2 separate regions of the Urocitellus parryii genome follow, and region 1 is linked to region 2. Evidence: chromatin contacts called from public Hi-C data. All regions are on one chromosome and are shown on one strand. The core of a region is the stretch at or near the end of the contact, and the rest is flanking DNA. Distances in the headings are between cores, read along the strand shown.

Evidence for each region. A called contact is a pair of places that touch in the nucleus more often than the background predicts.
Region 1: a contact with region 2 is called in a Hi-C map of liver, with 6 times the contacts expected there. The contact joins the promoter of Rdh10 here to the promoter of Ube2w in region 2. A contact is called at or near these places in 2 of 2 Hi-C or Micro-C datasets (liver and muscle).

Annotation. Positions count from the first base shown.
Region 1 is chr7:58,321,901-58,327,519 of mUroPar1.hap1, forward strand. Rdh10 (retinol dehydrogenase 10) reads right to left here and starts at 1,700. Exons shown (of 6, transcript XM_026397308.2): 1 at 670-1,700. The coding sequence starts at 958. It overlaps Rpl7 (ribosomal protein L7), which reads left to right and starts at 2,541. Exons shown (of 7, transcript XM_026397309.2): 1 at 2,541-2,639; 2 at 3,443-3,551; 3 at 3,797-3,963; 4 at 4,446-4,583; 5 at 4,708-4,817; 6 at 5,240-5,449. The coding sequence starts at 2,593. The coding sequence ends at 5,448.
Region 2 is chr7:57,807,535-57,812,929 of mUroPar1.hap1, forward strand. Ube2w (ubiquitin conjugating enzyme E2 W) reads left to right here and starts at 3,484. Exons shown (of 6, transcript XM_026397310.2): 1 at 3,484-3,541. The coding sequence starts at 3,527.

The DNA of each region.
Region 1 (5,619 bases), core at 450-2,949, 510 kb after region 2:
CTTCTTAAGTCTCAGATTCAGGTTATACAAAAAATGCAGATTGGGGTGACCAGAAACATGAAAGAAATTTACATGAATTCATGAAGCTGAAATCCTTCAATAACTTTCTCAAGAGGCAGGTCATCTCTCAGTCATGCTGGGGTCTGTAGTAACTAAAGCACTTACTTATCGCAGGCGAAACAATGTAATTATTTTCTTTTGGCTAAAGTTATAGCGAAACCATCAATACTGCCCTCTTCTAAGGGGTTCAGACCGCAGTAACACATATACACTGATACAGTCCAGTCTAGGAACAACTTCTCAAAGACGCTTCTGTTTCCCATCATGCGAATGCAAGCAAGAGACATTTCTTAAGGAATTCATCCTGAGGTAACAAGTTCCTTCTGCCTTCCCTAGGCTCAGAGGGCATAGGAAACACCAGAGTCGTCCCCAAAGGGACGGACCTCCTTAAAGGGCTGGGTTTGGCACACTTTCCTCCTTCCAATAGTGCGGTGATCATTCTCTTTTATTAGGGGGTAAATTCCACTCGTTTTCCAAAAGAATGATAGGGTATTCTTTTTCTCTAGAGCGGGGGCTGACCATGACAGTGGGATTTGGGGACCTTCCAGGGGAGAGTGCACGGAGGGGAGAGGTTTTACCCAACAATGCTCGGGCATGAGTCCGAGTTACCTTGCAGCGCGGCGGCATCAGCTGCCTCCAGGTCGCGGTAGATGTGGCGAACCATGCCCGCCGTCTCCTCGTTGCTCTGCGTGTTGATGTCCCAGAGCACCAGCAGCGCCCGGCGCCGGGCGAACTCAAGCGCGAAGAGACGGCCCAGGCCGCTGCCGGCGCCCGTGATAAGGCACACCTGGCCGGCCACGCTCTTCTCCTTGGGCCGCACCAGCCAGCGCGCCGCGGCCAGCACGAACGCCCAGAGCACTTTGAAAGTGACCACGAAGAACTCCACTACGATGTTCATCGCGACGCCCGGGGGCCCGCGCGAGCCCAGAGCCCCTATCCGCGCCCACCCCGCGCCAGGCACACCAAAGGAGCCCTTGTCAGAGCGGCCGCGACCAGAAGGCTGCACCCCGCGCCTGTCCCCGAGGTGCCCGCCGGACCACAGTGCGCGGCGCCGCTCTCTGCTAGCGCGGTGCTGGGCTCCGCGCAGTGGCCCCGGGCTGTGCCCGCCGCGGCTGCCGCCCGGCTCGGCGCCTCCTGCCGGCGGCCGCCCGCCTGTCCCGGAGAGTCCTGCCGGCCGGTCCCGCTGCAGCGGCGGTGACAGCCGTGAGTTAGGCGACGCGCACTGCCCTCATGGCCAAGCTGCCGCCGCCCGAGCGTCCCCGGAGCCGGCGCAGCGGCTCCTTCTCACCCCGGGGAAGGAATGAGCGGTGGAGACCGCACCGGCTGGCCGGCTGCCGCAGGAGTTGTCAACTTGACCCAAGTTGCGAGAGGGTGGGAGAGTGGGGTGCGGGGCAGCGGAGCGCCGGAAAGAGGGGACTCGGTAGGTTCAGGCGAGCGCTGCCCAACGGCTTGCAGCTGCCCCTGCGGTCTCGTGTCCCCCTGCCCTGCACTCCCCGCGGCTGTCACTCGGGTACCGGGCTCCGCAGCACAGCGCCGCTTGCAAGTTGGAGCGCTCCCGGCCGGCTGTGAGAGGGTTCCACGCTCCGCGCTATATAACCCGCGACGGGGAAGAGCCGGCGGCGGCATCGGCTCGGCCCTCCCTCCGCTCGGCCCTCCCCGCCCCCGGGCGCACCCCGCCCCCGGCCCAGCCCCCAGCCCTCCGCCCGTCGTCCGCCGAGCCGCGCGGGGCAGCCCCACTCACACGGCCGTGGCCGCAGTCTCCAGCTCTCATTGCACCTCCCTTCGCAGCTCACGCCCCCTGCCGTAGGTCGTCCCTGCCTCCGCCTGTCAGGCCGCGCGGTCGGCGGAGCCCCGGCCATCATCCCCTGGCCCTCGCGTCCTCGCTCTTCCCGGTCTTGCCACTTTCGTTAGCCAGGGGACTTCGGACTGCCCCGCCTGCGATCAGGCGCTGAGGAAGACAGCCCTGCAGGCTGGAGGACAACGAGAAGGACCTCGGCAGCGCGGCAAGGCGGGTGCCAGAGTCTGACTACGGGTGGCAGAGAGTTGAGAAGCGGCCAAAAGTGGCTTCGAATCGCTGCTACCTGTTTGGGACATTATCCCAAAGGCTCTCATTTTCCTGGCTGAAATCACCACCCCGGTAGTCACCCACAGCCCTGGTCAGGCGTCTCCCTCCCGTCGAGCGGACCATGGAGTGATGCATGCCGGGGTTTGTAGTTTATTCCCCAGGGGCGTGTTATTTGGTTAATTTACAAGGTGGAAGTCGAGCTAATCCTGTCAACGCAACCTAGGGATTAGGACCCCGAGCAGTCAATGTGTCACCACTCTTTGCACTTGAATTGATTAAAGTCTAACTACTGCATTTGCTTTTCCCACAAAAGTTTCCCCCAAAAGTTGATTGGAAGAAGCTAAATCGGGCATTTCTTAATTTTGCAACTTCAAGGTGGGCTCTCAGCTCTGAGTTCTTTTCCGGCTTATTTTAGGACGCCTATAAATCGTGGGGCTTCTCTCGCCGTCTTTAAGTGGGCAGTGCGCATGCGCCAACTTCCTCTTTTTCCGGCTGGAACCATGGAGGGTGCCGAGTAAGTTACTCCTCGTCCTCTCGAGAATCCTTCTCCATCCCCGAAAATATAGGCCATTTGTCTCAGTTTTTCCCTGTCTGGTTGTACTTCTTACCTTTTCCCACTTATCTGTGTGTTTGTGACGCTCCATGACACCAGTAGGGACCCCGGGCTGGGATGGGATGCGGGCGGCCATAGGGTGAAGGTTTTGGAAGTACCGGGAACGAGGTACCAGCGCAGAATTTATGTGTGCATCCAAGCCGGTTGGGCAGAGGTCCATCCCTCGATGGAACCGAGGTATATCGAGGCCGGTACAAAACCTCTTGAGTTGAATTCATCCTTGCTTAGTACTTGGCCCAGGCGTTTTTGCTTACAGGCCTTTGCTTTCAGTATGCGTGGCTTGGGACTTGAACCAGAGTGGAATTTGGCCTTTTTATTTTTGAGAATCCCAGGTTCTTTAGGCAGAAAGTTAGGTGTCTTTGTAGCAGTCTTAAGGTTTTGATACATCTTGTGTAGATATTTTCTAGGTATATTTTCTTAGGTATAATTGTTGGAGGCCAGGACTGGAGCTGGAATATTCGTTCTGTTAATGTCACATTTGCGGTTGTGGTTTATCTGAAATGTGTGTTAGAGGGCGAAAATTACTGAAGGAAATTTAAAAATTCTGTTAGACTGGAGCATGTTAGGGTAACTTTAAGATACCAGTGATGGTGAAGAGCCACTGATGCCCCATGTGATAACACTTTGCTCAGTACAGCATGGGAGTGATGCAAGGCAGAAAGGTTTCTGAACTATTGATAATATTCTTTGTATGCTAATGACAGAGAGAAGAAAAAGAAGGTTCCTGCTGTGCCAGAAACTCTTAAGAAAAAGCGAAGGAATTATGCAGAGCTGAAGGTAAAGCGCCTGAGGAAGAAGTTTGCCCAAAAAATGGTAAGTTTGGATGCACTCAGCTTTGAGAGGAGTCCATGTGGGATGGAGAATGAAGTGAAAGTTCTTAGCTAGACTTGTTTACTTCACTGTTGTACCAAGGAATTGCTTGAAGCTTCCTAATGTAGTTTTTGGGAATGTTAACTGTACTGTGGCAAGAAAAATTTCAAGGGAAGATTATTTTAAAAATTGCTATTGCAAATTGTTTGGGAGTTAAGAATCATGAATAATTGGTAATTGTTTTTCAGCTTCGAAAGGCAAGGAGGAAGCTAATCTATGAAAAAGCCAAACATTACCACAAGGAATATAGGCAAATGTACAGAACAGAGATTCGGATGGCTAGAATGGCAAGAAAAGCGGGCAACTTCTATGTACCTGCAGAACCCAAATTGGCATTTGTTATCAGGATCAGAGGGTAAGTTCAGTTTTTACTGTATCTGGTTTAAAGGGAATTTTAGAAGCCTCAGTAAAATTTCCTGTTAATTCAGGAAGGACTTATCTAAAACATGGGAATAACAATGCTCAGGTGTGACTAGAAAAAAGCATGGGTGTCATTTTAAGGGGTTAGTTACAAGCCCTGTCCTAAAGCTCCTGTCTACTTTAATTAAATCAGGAGGAGTTCAGGGTCCTGTCAGTTGATTTCAAAAGAAGTTAAAGTGTACAGTCAGTATGGTGCTATAACAAAGATAGGTGATAACACAAGTCAGGACCTTTTACTGGTACTTACCAAAAAATAGTTGGAGAGGAAGCAGGTTGGTGGGAATTATAGGGTAAAGAGGAAAAACATCAGTGATATTTGGTTTTTGTGGGATATGTGTGATCAGTTTTTTTTAGTTTTCTGTCAGTTGCAGTAAAAACTGATAAAAAAATTTTTTTTTTGATCCCTTTTCACTGCAGTATCAATGGTGTGAGCCCAAAGGTTCGGAAGGTGTTACAACTTCTTCGCCTTCGCCAGATCTTCAATGGCACCTTCGTGAAGCTCAACAAGGCTTCAATTAACATGCTGAGGATCGTGGAACCTTACATTGCATGGGGGTAAGTGCCTTTTTTTCTTGGATTTCTGCTTGGCAAATAGACTGGTATAGTGAGGTGAAATTTAGATGTTTTGATAGCAGTAACCTTTTTCTTTGATCATGTACGTCTGCTTTTTGTATTTCAGGTACCCAAACCTGAAATCAGTGAATGAACTAATCTACAAGCGTGGATACGGCAAAATCAATAAGAAAAGAATTGCCTTGACAGATAACGCTTTGATTGCTCGATCTCTTGGTAGGTTCTTTTTGTTTGGGGGAAGTTTGATATTAGATGGTGAAATTTTATGGCCTCTCATGTCCTTAATTTTCTCACTAATGAATCTTCACATTATTTCCTATAATCCTTCATTAAAGAAAACATGAGATAATTTCATTGCACGGGTGCTTTGGCACTGAGCTACATCCCAGCCCTTTAGTTTTTATCTTGAGACAGTGTCCTCAAACTTCTGTTTTCTGTCTCTGCCTGTGCCAGTAATCCCAGTGACTCAGACATAAGCATGCAATATGGCGCCCTTCTGTTTACTTCTTTTTTTTTTCTTTTTTAGGTATACGGTATACATGATTCTGTTTACTTTTGATTTGCATTTAGCTCAGCTTGTAAATGTGCTTTTTTGTATGCCTTAAAATTTAAGCAATCACAAATGAATTTTTTTCCAGGTAAATATGGCATCATCTGCATGGAAGATCTGATTCATGAGATCTACACTGTTGGAAAACGCTTCAAAGAAGCAAATAACTTCCTGTGGCCCTTCAAATTGTCTTCTCCAAGAGGTGGAATGAAGAAAAAGACCACCCATTTTGTAGAAGGTGGAGATGCTGGCAACAGGGAAGACCAGATCAACAGGCTTATTAGAAGGATGAACTAAGGTGAGAAACTGCATCCTGGGAGAAAGTAGTAGTCTTAATAATTTAATGTGATTTTGAATATAATCAGTACTCTTCAGTGGGGGAGGGGTGATATATGATTAGTTGGTTTAGTTACTCCTCTCCTTCCTTTTGAAGACATTTCTGGAGGGAAGGAAGCCCCCCTCCTTTTT
Region 2 (5,395 bases), core at 2,234-4,733:
TGTGTGTGTGTGTGTGTGTGTGTGTGTGTGTGTGTGTGTGTGTGTTGAGACCCAGGACCTCACACCTCACACATGCTTGGCAAGTGCTCTACTACTGAGCTACATCCCCAGCCCTCCTTGTTTTATTTTTATTTTGAGACCTGGGCTGGCTTCAAACTTGTAATCCTCTTGCCTCAGTCTCCTGAGTAGTTGGGCTATTCCTACAAGGAAATCCTCAGAGAACTGCTCCTAACTTTCCAATCTAGTGAATCACTAGAACAAAAGCATCCACTAATCAAATTACATTATCAATATTGCAGCAATTGCCCCATGGCCCATTGGTTTTTGTTTGTTTACTTTTTGTTTTTTCAGTACTGGGGATTGAACCCGAGAGTGCTTTAGCACTGAGCTACATCCCTAATCCTTTTTATTTTTTATTTTGAGGTAGGGTCTCGCTAAATTGCTGAGGCTGGCTTGAAATTTGTGATCCTTGTGCTTCATCCTCCCAAGTAGCTGGTATCTTAAGCATGTGCTACCACACCCAGCTCCAGTATTTGTTCGTTCGTTTCTTTCTTTCTTTTTGGAAGTGAATGGAGTAGGATTTATTTCCAGTGGTCCTTCTGTGGATCCTTCAGTGTTCTTAGTTTCCCATATTTCCTCCTTTTGACTATCAAGTCCAGTGGCTAATTTTGTCTTCCATGTCTCAGGCCTTTCCTCAGACACATACACAGCTTATATATGTCCTGATTTTACTTCTTACTAGAAATGGAAGTTGGGGCATTTGGTAAAATGAGGAAGAATTGCCTCATCTCAACCTGCTTGTCTTACTGTGGAAATTTCAAAAAATACCATTATCAAAAATAACATAACAATTCATTAGTATCATTTAAGATCCATTCTGTTTCCTTTTCTCCAGTTGTCTCAAAAATATCTTTTTTACAGTTTGAAACAGAATCCAAAAGAACTTAACCTATTGCATTTAATATTTAAGAATCTTTTACCACAAATGATGCTGTTAAGATTATTCTGTAAAGATATGGAAAACTTTAACCTCATTATTGTTGAACTGTTTTCAAAGTGATTTCTATCGATGTGACTCCTATACAGTTTGTGAGAAATTCACTTTCTCTTCCACTTCTGAAATTGTCTGACATTTTAACATTTGCCTATTTGATCACAAGCCCACTCTGTAAAGAAATGTGATGTGAACCTAGTCTTCATGTTGCCCGCTCAAGTGATTTATTTATTTGGGAACCGGGGATTGAACCTGGGGTGTTTTGCCACTAAGCTACATCCCCAGACCTTTTTATTTTTAATTTTGAGACAAGGTTTCACTAAGTTGCTGAGGCTGGTCATGAATTTGTAATCCTCCTGCCTCAGCCTCCCCAGCCTTGGATTAAAGGCATGTGCCACTACAGCTTGCAACTGTTTCAGATATAACAGTTCATGCTTAGTTAACATAATAATATACCTCTACACTATCCAAAAGTTACTATTTTAGTTCCCAAGTATGCTAGGATCTATTATATATTTTTGTTTTGGAGCTGAGGCTCAAGCCCAGGACCTTGAATATGCTAGGAATGTGCTTTACTATTGGACTACATTCCCACCCCTCTATTATATTTTAAGAAAGAGTGAAAAATGTAGGTAATTTTGTGCTGTTTAGTATTTCATTCATGACTGATAATTGACTTTTTCCTCCTATAAAGATCCTTTCAATATATATGAAACCCAAGGGACCAAACATTAGTTTTACTGTGAGCAATGTCAGAATTCCTGCAACCACTTTTCTTTCTTCTTAGCATCTGTCTTGGCAGGCTATTTGCTCTGATGATGCCATAATGCTTTGTTTGTGGGATCATCTGGTGTCACTTACTCCTTTAGGTAGAATCAACTTTTAAGCTAAGTGACTCTTAGGATGGTAAGCTTGATCTTCTGGAACAATTTTCTGAGTTCATAGGGATGAGGATCCTTAAAAGAAAAAAAAATATCTAGAAACTTTTTCCTAATCTTACCTCTTTCATTGGGATATATGGGTTTTACTCACTGTTGTAATGTTGACAACACAACTGGACTAACATTTGGTATGCTTCTGGTTGATTTCTGGTTGCCAAAAGCATTCAAATTTCCTCAAGGACAGTCATTGTGTACAAAAAGGGGGAAATCAGTTCATTTCTGGCAAAGACTGCAGTTCAGAGAGGAAGAGTATACCAATATAACTTCTCCAGTGAGGAAGAACAGTGTGTCTAATATTATACCATGGAATAACTGGCATATTTTAAAGATCTTTTTCCATTTTGAACACATTTCACATTATGGATGTTCCCAGAGAACATAATGATCTATCTTAAGAGTGTGAAGAATGATATCCTACATTGCCTATATTTATATCTTAGAGAAATGTCTAAAAAGAAAGCCAAATGAATAAAATGACAGATATGCAGATATGACAGATTTTAAGCTTTCCTTCTGGTAAAGTAAAAGCTTCTACCCAGTGTGTTAGCCACCTTGATTTTTTTTTTTTTTAAAGAGATAGAACATGAGGTGCAAGATTTTGGTTTCCACCTTCCTTTTATAAACCAATGACATCTTCAGTCCTGGAAGAGCTTTTAAAAATGTGGCTTTTGATAAATGTGGGCAGAACTGGTGCATTCTTAGGATTCTCTATGCTCAGCTTTTCCTACCCAAATTCATCTGTAGTTTGTGGTGGGCCACCAAACTTTCCACCACCAAACTGCCCACCACGAAAAAGGCTGAAGACACCTGGATATGATAAAAGATATGTGTATATTATAACGTGAAGCTGGTATATTTTTTTTAAAAAAACCATGCCTGGAGTAAAATCTCTATTAAATTTCGAATGCCATTAACACCTATTTACGATACACATGAAGTTTCGTTGGCATAAGGGAGCGGAAATCAAAAATCAAAGAAAAACTTTAAAAATCTCTCTTTTCAGACAAGTTTCAGCTCTACAAATCTAAAAGCCCACGCCTTTAAAATACCAGTGTCGTTCTGCTCTCAATTATCATCCCGTTGTACAAGGAAAAGTGGGTCTCTCTTCCCCAAATAAAGAATATGAGGTTTCCAAGTCCGCGTGGAAGAGAAAGAAGCCCCGGAAGTTTTTTCTGGTCCCGAGGGATAAAACTATCAAAGTGGGCTTGGTGTGAAAAACACACCTTACAGTTGGAAGAACAAAATGAAACAGAAATAAACCGCATGGATCCAGACGCATCAGGATCTCGCAGTACAGACAAAAAAACTAACTGTGTTCGGGTCAAAAGTGGAGCGGCGACTCTTAACTCACTAGGGTAGCGGGTGGGCCAGGGGCGGGCTGGGATCCGGGGTACCCACAGCGCCTTTTGCCGCGCCCCTGCCCCTCCCCCGGGCGCCCTTGCACGTCAGCCAATCCCCTTGCGCCATCCCCTTCCCATCAGAGGCCCCGCCCCCCGCGCCCGGGATGTTAGGCCCCCGCGGCGTGACGCGAGCACGGCAGCTCCGCCCCCTGCGTCTCTGGCCTCGCTGGCCTTTGGGGGATGGTTCCATCATGGCGTCAATGCAGGTGAGAAGAGTTTGCTGCATCTGGGCGGGTGAGGGAGCTGCCGAAAGGGTGTGAGCGTTCGGGCGGGGGCGGCGTCTGAGACTTCGGGACCCAAGGGCGGGCTCCGGAGCCGTCCAAATGACTGGTCTTCTCCTAGCTTCAGGGCGTCGTGGAGGGGTGAGAGGCGGCGAGAGGAAGGGCGCGGGGGGGGGGGCGGTGTTTCGGTCGGTCGAAGCGGACACCAGCCGGCAGGGAAGTTGGGGGATAAAGAAGGCTTAGGAGGAAGAAAGGGCGAAGTTTGGTGTTGGCTCCGCGATGGTGGTCTTGGAATCGCCGCCCTGCACTCCTAGAGTGCCGCTGCTGGCCTTTCTGTCAGCTCCAGGGATGCCTTTTCTTCCGCCGTGCCCGGCCCGGCGGAAACAGCTGCGCTCGCCGTTGTCGCCCGGGCAGGGGCGGCCCTCCGAGGGGCTGAGTTGAGTGTGGGGGAGCTTGAAAAGGAGTTCCCAGAGAAGGCGCTTAGCGGCCTCTGCCCAGCCTTCCAAACCTGTCCTCCCAAACTGCTCGGCCCCTTCTTTCTCTTCCCTTTGACTCTTAATCATTTGCCCGGTGGGTACCTTCTTCTGTTAGCCTCGGCACTCGTGAGCAATCCTGCAGCAGCCCTCCCCCCCCTCGCCTTCCGAATAAACTCCTAGGCCACGTACATCATTTGCCACCTGAGGTGCGAGCGCTGGAGGTTGGTCACTAGCCCCCTTAAACCTCTAGAGATAACTCGCCCTCTGATTTTTTTTTTCCCCACAATGCCCCACCCTTGCGGTCGCGGTAAGGGAGTAGCTCTTTGCCCTTCTTCCCCACACCTTTAAATGGAACCTCAATTTGGTGGAAGACGTTTGTTGTCTACCTGACTGGTCTTCTGGCTTTCCAACTTAATTTGTCCCCCGGCGTCCCCCCCCCCCCCCGCGCGCCCCAGTCCAGGGAGTTTGTTTTTTCAGGCAAAGATGGCAACCACAGTTGTAATTTTTCCTGCATTATCTATTCTGCATTTAATTCACAAATAAGACTAGCGGTATTTGAAGCACGTGAGAAGAGAAGGTACAACTCTCCTTAGGAGTGTCAGCTGAATGCCGTTTAGAGTTTTAATACCATCCTCTTAAGAAAGAGAATACATTTTTACTAAAAGGATTTTCTTGCTTTTGTTTTTAGAAGAATAAGCAAGTGTCTGTCCTCTCCATTTTCCCCCTATGCTAAAAGTGTTTTTCTTCATTTTCTTCCTCTTTTATTCAATACATATAATTTTTGCTTCATATTTACTTCTGTGCTTTTATGTTGTCTGTCCTATTTCTACGTATTCTTTGATATTCTCTTTACCTTTGCTTCTCTTTGGCCTTTACTGAAGAACAATAAAATTGCGCAAAACATTACTAGTTGAAGAGATGTCACGAAGTGGTGCAGAGAAAAACAAGAACAATTTCAGGAAACATTATATTTCACACTAACCTCCCCTGAGATGTTAGAGAAGTTTCGTCATTTGAGGCCTAAAAAGGAACTGTGGAACACCAGTTGAACAGTAGTAGATGGCTGTATTACCGCTTTAAGATTTTTATCTATATTGAGATTAAAACATTATTTGTTATGACCTGCTGAACATTATTTGTATTAAGATAAAAACATTATTTAAGACTGAAAATTAAGATCTAAATATATACTTGTGAGATACCTAGGGATGATTGAACCCATAACCTGGCAAATGCACTACTGCTTGAACTTTGTTTGTCTCAAGCTCTTTTTAATGTATTTTGAGGCAGGATCTAAATTAGCCAGGGTGGACTCACCTGGAATTTGTAATCCTCCTGCCTCAACCTCTAGAGTATTGGGATT